4 separate regions of the Zea mays genome follow, and regions 1, 3 and 4 are each linked to region 2. Evidence: chromatin contacts called from public Hi-C data. All regions are on one chromosome and are shown on one strand. Each heading gives the region's core, a stretch centred on a gene start, on an enhancer-like site or on the middle of the called end of the contact. The rest is flanking DNA. Distances are from core to core; before and after follow the strand shown. Region 1 holds the start of LOC103634225. Region 2 holds the start of LOC103632998 (plasma membrane ATPase 2). Region 3 holds the start of LOC100282473 (MTD1). Region 4 has its middle 48 kb from the start of LOC100282473.

The links. A called contact is a pair of places that touch in the nucleus more often than the background predicts.
Region 1: a contact with region 2 is called in a Hi-C map of leaf, with 2.5 times the contacts expected there. The contact joins the promoter of LOC103634225 here to the promoter of LOC103632998 in region 2. A contact is called at or near these places in 6 of 25 Hi-C or Micro-C datasets (ear, leaf and tassel).
Region 3: a Hi-C map of leaf shows a contact between it and region 2, with 6 times the contacts expected there. The contact joins the promoter of LOC100282473 here to the promoter of LOC103632998 in region 2. A contact is called at or near these places in 4 of 25 Hi-C or Micro-C datasets (ear, leaf and tassel) and 1 of 3 datasets of contacts at active chromatin or transcription factors (leaf).
Region 4: a contact with region 2 is called in a Hi-C map of leaf, with 6 times the contacts expected there. The contact joins the enhancer-like site here to the promoter of LOC103632998 in region 2. A contact is called at or near these places in 2 of 25 Hi-C or Micro-C datasets (ear and leaf).

The regions. Positions count from the first base shown.
Region 1 is chr7:141,556,797-141,559,759 of Zm-B73-REFERENCE-NAM-5.0, forward strand. It overlaps LOC103634225, which reads left to right and starts at 1,631. Exons shown (of 6, transcript XM_035961245.1): 1 at 1,631-1,694. The coding sequence starts at 1,631.
Region 2 is chr7:141,185,989-141,189,084 of Zm-B73-REFERENCE-NAM-5.0, forward strand. LOC103632998 (plasma membrane ATPase 2) reads right to left here and starts at 1,435. Exons shown (of 24, transcript XR_004851531.1): 1 at 1-1,435.
Region 3 is chr7:141,448,165-141,451,572 of Zm-B73-REFERENCE-NAM-5.0, forward strand. LOC100282473 (MTD1) reads right to left here and starts at 1,614. Exons shown (of 2, transcript NM_001155382.2): 1 at 1,118-1,614; 2 at 205-860. The coding sequence starts at 1,446. The coding sequence ends at 413.
Region 4 is chr7:141,495,994-141,499,187 of Zm-B73-REFERENCE-NAM-5.0, forward strand. No RefSeq gene overlaps it. Among protein-coding and RNA genes, the nearest start is that of LOC100282473, 48 kb to the left of the region's middle. Within about 2 kb of position 1,723, at least 18 of the 20 cell types and tissues checked have an H3K27ac peak or open chromatin away from gene starts, as enhancers often do. A contact at or near this core is called in ear and leaf, where this site is marked.

The DNA.
Region 1 (2,963 bases), core at 381-2,880, 370 kb after region 2:
CATGAATGTAAATAACATAACAAAATAATTGGAACATGGATATAATGAAATATTAATCCCAAAACCATATAGAGCAATAGCATAACTACCCAATGATTCAGGGGTAAACAAGGTAAAAGGATAAACAAACTAGGGTGACCTGTTGGGTCCCATCAAAATTAAACCTATGCATTGTTAAGTGATAATAAAGAACATTATTGGGTAAATGAAAGTGATCAAGGGCACAACTTGCCTGGCACTTGAGATTCCAGTTACCAGGGTGATTCTTCAGATCATCGAGACCTCACGCTAGTCGTAGCAATACAAACAAACATGGTATAGATAAAATTAACATCACACCAAACATAAGTACAAACTAAATAATAATGATCTACGCGAAGCTACGAGATCGCGGGATCGAGAACTACTCAGATCGAAGTTACGATTAAGGAGTTATGATTTTATAGAAGATCTATGGTATTAAAATATTAAAGTATATTATAAATTGGTTAGTATAAATCTTATGAGAGGTTATTCTACTTATCTCACTTCATTCTAAGTAATTATTTGATTAAAGATTATTTAGTAAGATTATAACCATAAGATCAGAGTTTAATCCAATAGATTAACCCAAATTCATAGGGTAAATAAATATCTAATTATAAAAGTATGAGACATGGTATAATCAATGTTGTTATTGCATAGTAAATATTTATACGAGACTAACGCAACTTGAATGAATCAAATCCGAGTTAAAACGGAGAAATTATGAATTTCCTAAAGTTTTATGTGTTTTGTACAAGATCATATAGGATATAAATTTTAATGTGACTTTCATGTCAAAACAGAGATACTAGATGATAAACAACATTATTACAAAATTATAGAGACTGAAATGGGTCGATTTGGACTAAGTATGCATTTTCTATACATTAAACAAGTTCTGGCATTTATTTTTACACTAAAAATCGATTTCTAAATGATTTTATAGGTTTTTTCTTCCCTGCCTGGCTGCGTGCACTATTTACAGAGAACCCAGGGGTCTCGGGGAAAGATTCCCAAGACACAGAGAATCCTTGACTGGACCGCGGGTTAGTATCCTAAATCCAGAGGGCTCTTTAGCAAAAATGCCAAGGCGAAGGGGTATCAGACGATGTGAGCCGTAGGATCGGAGTTCTGTGGTTGATATTAGATCTGGCGCTTAATGAACTGGTATGCGATTACGGCCGTCGGATCAGAATCGAACAGCGCTGGCAATCCCCACCGAACCGATACGCTAGATCTGATCTACGCCGACCAAACCACATCCAACGGCTGGGTGCAGGCTCTACTCATCCGCGTACAAACGCGGCGGCGCCGCTCGGGTTCGCGGCGGACCATCGCCGGAATCACGAGTTCCCGATCCCCAGCGCACGATTGCCCCCAAGACACGGTGCAAAACAATCCTACGGATCCAGTGAACACGGAAAGAGGCTAATTACCGCGAGTCAGGGGAGGAAACGCCTCCGGCCACACGAGCGGTGAAGTCGCGACGACGGTCCCTCGGCGATGAAGACTCCCCGCGCACCAAGCCGCCAGTCCAGCACGGAGAGGTTGCTACCGAGTACTTGAAAGCAGGCTGAGCTCCCCAACTGACCACAAGATCGTGGTAATGGCGAACCCCACGCTGAGGTTGCTGGGATTCAGGTGCGGCGCGGAGGTTCGCGGCCACGGTGGTGAGCAGTAGCGGTGCGTCGGCGAAGGATTCCAGCCGCAATTACCCGAGATCCGGCACCATCTCCGCAGGCAGCGCACACCAGCGAAGCTTCTAGCGTCAGCAGAGACTCCGCTGCCACGAATTCCCCCAATCCGTCGAACCCCTCTCCCTCGTGGTTCTCTCTTTCCCGGTGACGAGGGTCCCCTGGTGGCGGTCGGCTTATATGCGCGCGGGGCGAGCATCCGATGAAAGGGGGATCTGGCGAACGAACTCCAAGAATCGCGGAAGCTACAGGCGGAGTCGTTGCCGCACACGCGCTTTCTTCGGAGAAGAAGACTCTGGCATGATGGCCCCACCCGCCATAGGCTGACCAGCAGCGGCACACGCACAGAATCAGGATTGAGGGGGGGGGCGACATGTGGGTCCCGCGCACCAGTGAGGATAGCTGAGTGCGGAGTGGGCTGGCGGCCAGGATTAATAGGAGATGGGCCGATTTTGGGGTTGGTGGCCCAGTTAGTGTGTTCCCCTTTCTCTTTTGTTTTTTTATATTTTCTTTTCCATTTCTATTTCTCTTTTTTTTGTTCTTCCCAACTTTAGGTTTAAATTCAAATTTATATTCAAGTTTGGTTTTGAATTTCAAACTCTAATTTAGATGTAACAAACAAAATAGTCCCCGCATGATAAGCGTTTTATTTTATTTATTTCAAAGAAGTCATTAATTTGAATGTATAATTAGTTTAAGTGTTTATTCAACGTTTAAAGGTTTAATACTTATTTAGTTTTAGAGGAAGATGTTAGATAATATTTTATCAAGAGTTCTTTAGTCAAACATCTTTAAGTATTAATTATTTAGTTCATGAGAGGAACACTTCCCCATTATCATCATTTTATTGTTTATTTGTTTCTAGGTTTCTAGTTCAAAAAGGTTTTAGATTCGATGCTTGACATTTTAGCATGGCCAACTATTTATCTTAGGTTATAATAACTTTTAAAAGCTTGGGATCCGATGTTAAGAAACATTTTTTTTAACTCTTGACCTTTTGAAGAATCATTTATAAATCCCCACATTGGATTTTTTTTTGGGTGTTACAATTTAAATCGGACAACTGCGACCTTGAAAATCACCTATACTCTTCAATATGCGTAGTACACATGAATTTTATATAGAACAAGTTGTATGGCTAATCATGTCTTGTTTGTCGCCAAATGCCAAGGTACAGATCAGCAGCATGTAGCACCGTGTGATTTTTTTTAAAAAAAAATCTGAACTCATATTTATGCCGTCGTC
Region 2 (3,096 bases), core at 185-2,684:
ACCTAAATTAAACATTGCACATGGAAAATAAAAGAAAGCCATGATCCCTCCCCTGCAACTGCAAGCAGTGACACGAAGACTACCAGAAAGAATACATGATCACATTGTCAGCCCATAAATTATGTTGTTAACAAACAAAGCAAACATGTAAAAAAATATAAGTTGCCAAAGTGATGTTAAGCACTCCATACTTGACCGGCTTTTGGAAGTTTCCTCCTAAACCTTGTCAATCACCTAAAGAAGGAAATGAACCATTCAAATAAGACAACATACTGGATGACAGAATAATGATAAGTTAAATTAGTGTACAGAAAGAATACACAAAGATTTAATCAACATATGCTTACAGAAAAAGCACCAAGCAAATAGGAGTTTCTTTGAAAATCACTAAAAGATACAACTTACAAGGAAAATCAAGGTATTTATCATAAAACATAGTAAAATAAAGGGATGTTGTAAATTAGCTTTTATGTCAGCTTTTTATTATATTCCTATTATTTTACAATATAGAGCGTAGAAAAATAATTAGTGCAGTATTTTTTTCTTATATTCATATTCAGTACAAGTATAATTTACTAGTATAATTTACTACATCATAGCAAAATTCAGCTACTCAAAAGAGTAAACATTTACCTTGTTTGTTATTCAGAGCTCATACCCCATCATCACTGGAGGGCACAGTGGGGATTCGGGAATGAATAGCAAAAGAAAATGATGGCACACAATAAGACCTCATACCTGTAAAGACTGAAGGTCGTTTCCCGGGAGAAGCCAAGGAAGGAGTGGGTGACGGGGGGAGGTGCAACCCGTGCTTTAGGGAGAGGCGAGATCTAGATCGAGAAGCGACAAAGGGGGAGGGGCCCTTGATGACATTGTCACCTACCTGCAGGTCTCAGGGAGGCAGGGATTGCGCTCATCGAGCGCGGACATCTGGATCTGGAGCCCCTTCTCGTAGCAGGCGATGGACTCGTCCATATGGCCAAGCATGGCGTGCGTGTCGTCGAGCTCGGCAGCTTGCCGCTGCTGGTCGTCGACCTCGGTAGCAGGGGGCAGGCACCTTTGGCGGTGTGACGACGGCGACAACGCGCTAGAGGACGGGGATGGCGTCGGCGTGGCGGCTGAGGTCGCGGTGGATGGGGGGAGCGGGTGGGCGCGATGGGGGCCACTGTGGGCATCTTGTGCGGCCAGTCGGGTAAGCGGGCGTGGGGAGGCGGCTGTCACGGCGGGTGCGGGGGGAGGAAGGTGACGGGCTGCGGCCCTGGGCCGGCATGGCGAGATATCTGCGGCGGGTGCGAGTGTGTGTGTGTGGTGGTGGTGTGGGGGGGTGGGGGGAGGGAGGAAGGTGACGGGCCACGGTCGATGGTCTCAGGGGCACTACGGCGGGTCACGGTGAAGCACATGTGGACGCCCACAAATAGTTTCATATAGAGTAGTATGCGTATACACTAACAAACCAAAAGCACACATGAGATTGAAAGCTACAGGTTTAGCTATTACTTTGTGATAGTCAGGAAGCTGCAGAGTTACAGCATCCGCCAGCTCTAGAAGAATGAAAATGAAGAAGACCGAGTGCAAGTAGCAAAGGGATAAATCCACAGTGTTCTGACGAAATAAATGAGAGGATTCCATGCACTGGGATTCTGGAAAAATAAAAACTGTTTGTCATCCTAAGGCCAAACGAATCACAAACCTTTCTTGCTGAATATGGATCTAGCGGGCCACCACGACGGAACACTGACGTCCATCGGTCCCCTGGCTTCTTCTTTGGAGCTGATGGCTAGGCGGTCGCGGTCGGGCTCATCTTGGTGTCCCTGGCCTCTGCCTCGAGCGCGCGGATGGGGATGTCGAGCATCTAGCGCTGACCAAACATCATGCCACATCAAACATGCGCCAGGGCAGAAGAGGAAAAAAGGAGGTGTGATGCGATTCCAGCGATGGTCAAATTCGTACGCAAGCGCACTGTGCGCGGCACCCACCGGCCACCAAGGCGTCGGGGGTGGAGAGCTGATCCCCAGAGTGGGTGAAGGCCGAGGAGCACGACCCGGACGTGTCGACGACGGGCGACACTAACATAAGGCGCAGCGGCAGGAGGCCAGTGAGGGCGCGACGGTGGGGTTGTCGACGGGGCTCGCCCGGATCGGGGAGGCGACCGTGGGTGAGGCCATGTTGGTGGACGCAGGCGAGACTGAGGGCGGGCATAGTCAAGCGGGGAGGACGACCTGGACGTGTTGACGACGGGTAGCGATGACACGAGGCGCTGTGGCGGGAAGGTCAGCGAGGGCGCGATGGTGGGGATGTCGGCGGGGCTCGCCCGGATCGGGGAGGCAATCGACCATGGGTGAGGCCATGCTGGCGCAGGGCAAGACTGGAGTCAGGCACAGTCGATTGGAATCGAAGGCGACAGGGACGGAGGGACCTCGCTGGGAGGGCAGGAGGGCGTGTATGGAGTTATTTGTGATTGTAATACTCTCGTGATGCGGCTTCGCTACCTTGGTACCCCGCAGTGAGACCTCGCCCAATTATCATTCTCGTAACAATCCACTCGCCAGTTTGGTAAGGTTTTGGTTTAGGCCGTTTTTAAGTCTGTGGTATGCTTAATCTTTATGTTGTGTGACTCTTCTACTCTTCAGTCCTCTTCGTCCGTCTCAGATCCTCGCAGCACCGCCATTCGCCATTGTCGTCGCTCCCGGCTGAGAACCATGTCGTGGCCCCTGGCTTCATGGCGTACTTTGCGTGGCGTCCACCTCCCTGGAGTTCCAGCACTGCATCTGCCTCGTGCCCCGTATGTCGGGATCCCTCGGCGAGGCGCGGGCGGCTCTCGCTGTGGCCGCGCAGGACACCGACGACGCGGCGGCGGCGGCGCTCGGCCTGGTCACAGCCGCCCTAGAGATGTCGTCATGGGCCAAGGCGGCGCTGGAGCTCCGGGCGCGCGCGCTCCTCGTGCTCAGGCGCTACCGCAACGTCTTCGTCCATGGCTGGAGATCGACGAGACTCGTCGTCATTGCGACCGGCCAAACTCGTCAACACTCAATGTCTGGTTGACGAGAATACTGAGTCGAGGCTCAGAGTGGAGACAGACTGGGCGAAAAGGGAAGG
Region 3 (3,408 bases), core at 364-2,863, 260 kb after region 2:
ATCAACGCCAACACAAGTGGGCGAGAGAGAGAGAGAGGAGAGACTCCTTAAGTCTATTTATCGAGGTGGATGTAAAGCTAAGAGCTACAAAGTAGAGTCGTAGCTAAGTCTTACTTGGAAGTGGAGTTTTGTGACTGACGGGCCCTAGGGACCGGGATCATATCCCGGTCAACACCGCCACATCACGAGTTAATCAAAGGCAGCTGACTACCATGATCACCATTTGTTAATGATACCTCCAGAGTTGTTAGGTCAGTCGATGCACTTCTTCGGAATCTGAGGTTAAAGAAAGCTAGGAGGAGGTTGAACACAACAAATTTGGATCTTATACACCGGAACCATATAGCAAGTGGCTACTACATCTCTACTTACTGGCCAGGAGAGGCCAGAGCTGCAAGCAAATCTGTGGCCGCTAATCACTACCATCAGCACTGCTATTACGGAGATCAGACAGCGAGAAGGACCTAGGAGATCTGAAGCTCCCAAGGCCGTTCCTCCTCTGCATGCTGCCAACACCGCCGAGTCTAGGGAGCGGCAGTGGCGATGTCGGCGCGTCCCTGACGTTCTTGCCGTGGTGCGGCACCTGGCTGTACTCCACGTCGTCGTCGGAGTCGTCCTCCTCGCCCTCGTCCCCTTCGGCCACGGCGTGGTCGGGGCCCAAGAGCTGAGGCAGGTAGGTGGCCGTGGCCAGCGAGCTGCAGGAGGCTCTCCTGGACCAGTTGGCCAGGATGCGGCGGCGCTTGTTGAAGGGCTTCTCCGGCTTGGCCAGCACCTCCTTGACCGCCGCCGCCGCCGCTGTGGCCTCGGCGAGGCTGGTGAACGACTTAGACTTGCCGGAGTAGAAGCTCGAGAGGCCCTTCCTGATCAACCAAATTATAAGTCTGAGTTAATACCATGCGCAATTTGAGCCGATTTTGGGGAAAGCTACTGTCTTTTTTCTCTCTCTTCGCTCGCTGTTATAAATGAAGAGGCGGAAATCCATGGAGTGCTTTAGCAATGTTGGTACGTCCCAAAAAATTATCTCCTTTTCAATTAAAAAGATCCCACTTCGCAGAATCAAGCGAAATAGCATGCGCGATCTAAGGCGCAGAAAAAACCAAAAGCTTTATGAACTCACTTGATCGGCAAGGAGTCCTCGAGCGCGTCCAAGCAGCCGAGCACATCACCCTCCTTGAGCTTGCTCTCGACCTCCTCCTCCCCGTCGTCCCCGCCGGCCTCCGACGACGAGTTCTCACCGATCGACGATCCCGAGGGAGACGGCGCCCCGATCGACGAGTTGTCAGTCAGCACGTCTTCTTCAACCTCCTCCTCCTCTATGAAGAAGCCGTCGCTCCTCCTCTTCCCGGCCGCGGCCAAGTGCGCCTCCTTCCCATACCCGCCGCCGCTCCCCTTCCCGGATCCGGGGAACCCGTAGGGCGGCCGCACCTCTGCCACCGCCGTCGACATGTCGCCGGAGTCGCGAGATTCGACGGTCCGGTCGTTGCGAGTGTGTGTCTCGTCTGGGATAAATTGAGTAAATCTTTGGTGGGCTGGATACGTGTGTCCCTCCAACAACAGACTTGTATGAGAAGAATGAGAGAGCGGGGAAGAGAGAAGCGAAGAAAAGCAGGATAGGATAAGAGCAAGGACCAGGACGCAGCCTGGGTGCGCGGGGTCTTTGTAGGCTGAAGCAGGGCGCAAAGCCCCAGGATCCTCTGCGGCCAAAGCACAAAATACGTGCGGTGTGCTGTTCTGCAATTGATTGTATGTCAATGCACGCCAACAGGGTTAGTGATCTGGCACCGTATACACCTCTTACGGGGGGAAATACTGTAGAACGAACCATTTACGGTAAAGTTTGAAATGAGAGACGGAGCAGCTGGAGATAGCTAAAGCGCTAAGCGTATGATCCCAGACATCCGGAGCGCTGTTTTGGGCGACGCAGAGGATCCGAGTCCCGGATGAGCCTCCCTCGCGTGCGTGGCTAGTGGACCGCGTCCACCCGCGGTTTTCCGCCCCCGTGTTCCTGTGGGCTCGGGAAGGCCAGCAGACGGACCGACGAAGGATTAGGAAGCAGCAGGGGCCATCCCTATCCGTTACTGTTGGAGCCGGCCGGGCGGTTCTGGCCGACTGACCTCCGGGCCCCGCCCCGGGGTCTGGATTTGGATAGACGAGGCAGGCGAGCTGACGTGTTTTGACACGTTCCTCCCCCCTGCGCGCGCCGCGCGTTGGGGTGCGGTGGTGGACCTGTCAGATCACCATCACCTGTGGAGGCAGGCGGGCAGAGGCCAGCTGCCGGTGTCGGGAGAGCGACGTGGACGAGGTTGCCGGGACCCGGGTCCGGAGCAGCGAGCGACCCAGAGGCCGGAGCAGAGCGTGACGCCGGAAGCCTTGGGCTCGGTCTCGGTGGTGTCCGTCCGGAGAGCAAACCGGGCGGCTGCTGGCTGCCAGCGACGTGGACTAGCAGTAGATTAGCAGAAGCTTTCGCGCGAATATGCGGCCTCGGACGGGGGGATTGATATGGACAAGACATTTGGCTGCTTCGCTGCCGAGAGCGAGACACGGATCATGTGGCCGTTGCGTTCCTGCAATCTTCTCCTGGCTAGCTGCTGCTACGATGCCTTTTTTCCTGACTAGCCGCTCAAGGGCGTGTTGTCTGTCGACCAGTCCATCCATGAGCGATTGATTAATCCGCAGCCGATCAACCAGCAGTGCAGGCAGGCGAGTGGAGATAATCCTTGGATTTTTGTTTGAGCGATAAGGTTAGGGATAATCCTTGTACTCGCCGATACGACTTATGAGTCATGACTGTCGGTAGGTTCCCACTAATAAAATAGGAACGGTCCTGTCCCGGCTCCGAAGCATATCCCTGGTGATGATGTATGTATAACAAAAACGGAACCGGCTAGCTCCGGCTGTGTCGGATCCGGCCGTAAATGCCTATTTTCCACGTCCCTATTTAATTATTCACTAGGTATGTGTCCGTGCCTTGCAACGGCACAACAAAATATTCAACAAAACGTTAGTGCACAGCGATTACATAGAAACGAACAACAATTATATTATCACCGACTTTAATATCTCAAAATTGTTGGCTAACAAATACAGTGTTACCCTTATATGATTAGTGGCAGCGGCAAGAACACATCTGAGAGTAGTCATAAAGTGAAACTATTTTGGTACTTCTCTCACAAAAACAGAAATATCTGAAGTTACATAATCTGACATGACAGGTAACATGACTCATGAAAAGATGAACAAAAATATGCCCTCCCAAGCCAAGCACGCTCTGTCTCTCCTTACGAGCAGAGTCCATCTCATCCAGATCGAGTCGAGCCTGATGAAATCTTCCAACTCCATCGGCGTTGTGGTGTTGTCTTGCGCAGTGGGCATGAACACTAAGAAGAGCGAGGTCAACCTAGATGCCTC
Region 4 (3,194 bases), core at 473-2,972, 310 kb after region 2:
AGGCAGTCAGGCCTTGCCAAAGGCGCCACGGCGAACTCCGCTCCGCCCGACCCCAGGGCTCGGACTCGGGCTAAGACCCGGAAGACGGCGAACTCCGCTCCGCCCGACCCCAGGGCTCGGACTCGGGCTAAGACCCGGAAGACGGCGAACTCCGCTCCGCCCGACCCCAGGGCTCGGACTCGGGCTAAGACCCGGAAGACGGCGAACTCCGCTCCGCCCGACCCCAGGGCTCGGACTCGGGCTAAGACCCGGAAGATGGCGAACTCCGCTCCGCCCGACCCCAGGGCTCGGACTCGGGCTAAGACCCGGAAGACGGCGAACTCCACTCCGCCCTGGCCTCGGCCGAACGAACTCCGCCTCGCCCGACCCCAGGGCTCGGACTCCGCCCTGGCCTCGGCCGAACGACTTCCGCCTCGCCCGACCCCAGGGCTCGGACTCCGCCCTGGCCTCGGCCGAACGACTTCCGCCTCGCCCGACCCCATGGCTCGGGCTCGGCCTCGGCAACAGAAGACAGACTCAACCTCGGCTTCGGAGGAGCCCCCACGTCACCCTGCCTAGGGCACAGACCCGCCACGTCAACAGGGGGCGCCATCATCATCCTACCCCGAATCGACTCGGGTCACGGAGAACAAGACCGGCATCCCATCCGGCCAGCTCCGCCGGATGGGCAATGATGGCGCTCCACCAGCTCTGTGACGACGGCGGCCCCCAGCTCTCTTACGGAAGCAGGACGACGTCAGCAGGGACTTGACCGCTCCAACAGCTATCCCTCCGCCAGGCTCCGTCGCACCTCCGACAGCCACGACATCACGCCAGCAAGGTGCCAAGATCTCTCCGGCTGCCACATTGGCATGTACCTAGGGCACTAGCTCTCTCTCCGCTAGACACGTAGCACTCTGCTACACCCCCCATTGTACACCTGGATCCTCTCCTTACGACTATAAAAGGGAGGACCAGGGCCTTCTTAGAGAAGGTTGGTCGCGCGGGACCGAGGACGGGACAGACGCTCTCTTGGGGCCGCTCGCTTCCCTCACCCGCGTGGACGCTTGTAACCCCCCTACTGCAAGCGCACCTGACCTGGGCGCGGGACGAACACGAAGGCCGCGGGACTTCCACCTCTCTCACGCTCGACTCCGGCCACCTCGCCTCTCCCCCCTTCGCGCTCGCCCACGCGCTCGACCCATCTGGGCTGGGGCACGCAGCACACTCACTCGTCGGCTTAGGGACCCCCTGTCTCGAAACGCCGACAGATATGATATGCATTCCTTGAGTAGTGTAGGACTCTAGGTGGTTGCACTTCACTTGGTAGTGAGACATATCCTACATACTCTCTCCGTCCCTAAAAATTCTGTTTCACCTTTTTATTGGATTAATACAATAATTAATGTATTTGTTTTATATATGTTTTTTCTAAATTTATTATAATTTATTTGAATATAGATATAAAAATCAGTGCTTCCGTATCGCTGATCACTTCACTTAAATGGATCTTTCAGCTAGGACTAGCATAGCTGTACAGGACAACTGGACAAGGAAGCACACGCACGCACTTGTGCCATTGACCATCGTCCGTTCCGCCCGCTCGTCCAGGGCTCATCTTTTCTTCCCGTCATCATAAATGCTCACAAATGTGAAGTTGTGAACTCAGATTCCATCCAAAACTCATCAAAAAGGTTTCGTGCTGCCCTGCCATGTCCTCTCCTTCGTTGAAGGAGCGAGCGAGCCCTGCAGACTTGACGTGATGCTGATGACTCCAACTCGTCGGGTCAACCGGTCAGGATGTTCCCACCGGGTCCGTTCGCTTCTTTCGCTCCGTTGAAACTATTCACCAAGGACTATTTTGTAAACCTCATTTTTTTTAAAAAAAAGAGATTTTCATTTTTCTAAAAAAATTAGTTTATTTTCTCTTAGTTCTTCTTTGGCAGCCCAGGATCCCAGGGGATCCCGGCCCAATCCCTTGCAACATGAACCACGGGCTGAATCGCCCCCGTGATTTGTTTTCACTATTTGGTGACCACGCTCTCGCGACCCGATCCGCGAGGGAACACAATGTTTCTATCTCCGGCTCTCAAGGTGGGGAGGGTTCTCCCCGTCGAAGCCGTCGTCTGCTCTCTCTCAAACCCGCCGCCATCTTCTCTCCCTCACGAACCCACTGTCGTCCATCGCCTCCTTCTCTCCCTCGCACTCGCGCACCCACCGTGGCTCGCCCCTTCCCCTTCCTCGCATAGAGTGTGCCGCTACGGCAGGCACAACTCCACACAGGCGGACCACAGGTGTCAGTCATAGCTCCACGCTAGCCAAGGGAAGATTCCACATCACCTCCATGTACGCTCGTCGACCGCTCAATCTGCTCACCATGTTACTGCTTGTGCAGTAATCTTGATTAGGAGGCATGCTGACCCTGCTCACCCTGCTGCTGCTTGTGCAGTAATCTTGATTAGGAGCGCAGGTAGCCAAACCAGCGGGCTTGCCACATATCTGAGGATGCACAATGGGAACATCGGCTTGCCATAGATTTAGCCGTTGCTAGACAACGCACAAGTGGTGTGTTCAATGGGGTAGTGTCACACCTGATTTAAGGGATAAAGTCGGGTGCTTCTCACATGTGCGCCAAAGAAGAAGAACACATATAATGACCAAGTGTATAGAGATAAATGCCACAATCATTATTACATAGCGGAAGAGTCTTACAAAATAAATGATAACAAATAAGCGAACTAATAATTATTCCTTGGCGCCATCAAGCTGACTGAGAGACGCCACCTAGACTTCCTCGTACTCCTCGTAGTAGTCCTCCTCCTGGGCTACCTGTTCTTCTCCTCTGGAGGGGGGTTATATATCGCAAGGATGAGCTTACAAAAGATCATAGCTCAACAAGTTATGGGAAATAATGTGGATGAACTCACCAAAGGTGGGAGCTCATGTGAAGTGTAAATCTGATCAACAAATAATGGTTAAAGCTGAGCATTCCTTTTAATAAGTTGGTCAAATTTTATTAGCAATTACTAAGTATAAATAAATACCAACCCGGATAATGAGAGATCAGAATTAATAAATTAACCATAATGCGATGCAAATGACCAATTAAATTTAAATTTCATAAGTTACTCATGTGAGGGTCCAAGCCGCTCATGACTGTGAGCACATCTGATATACCAGTTTTACACTCTGTAGAGGTTGAGCATCTTTACCCA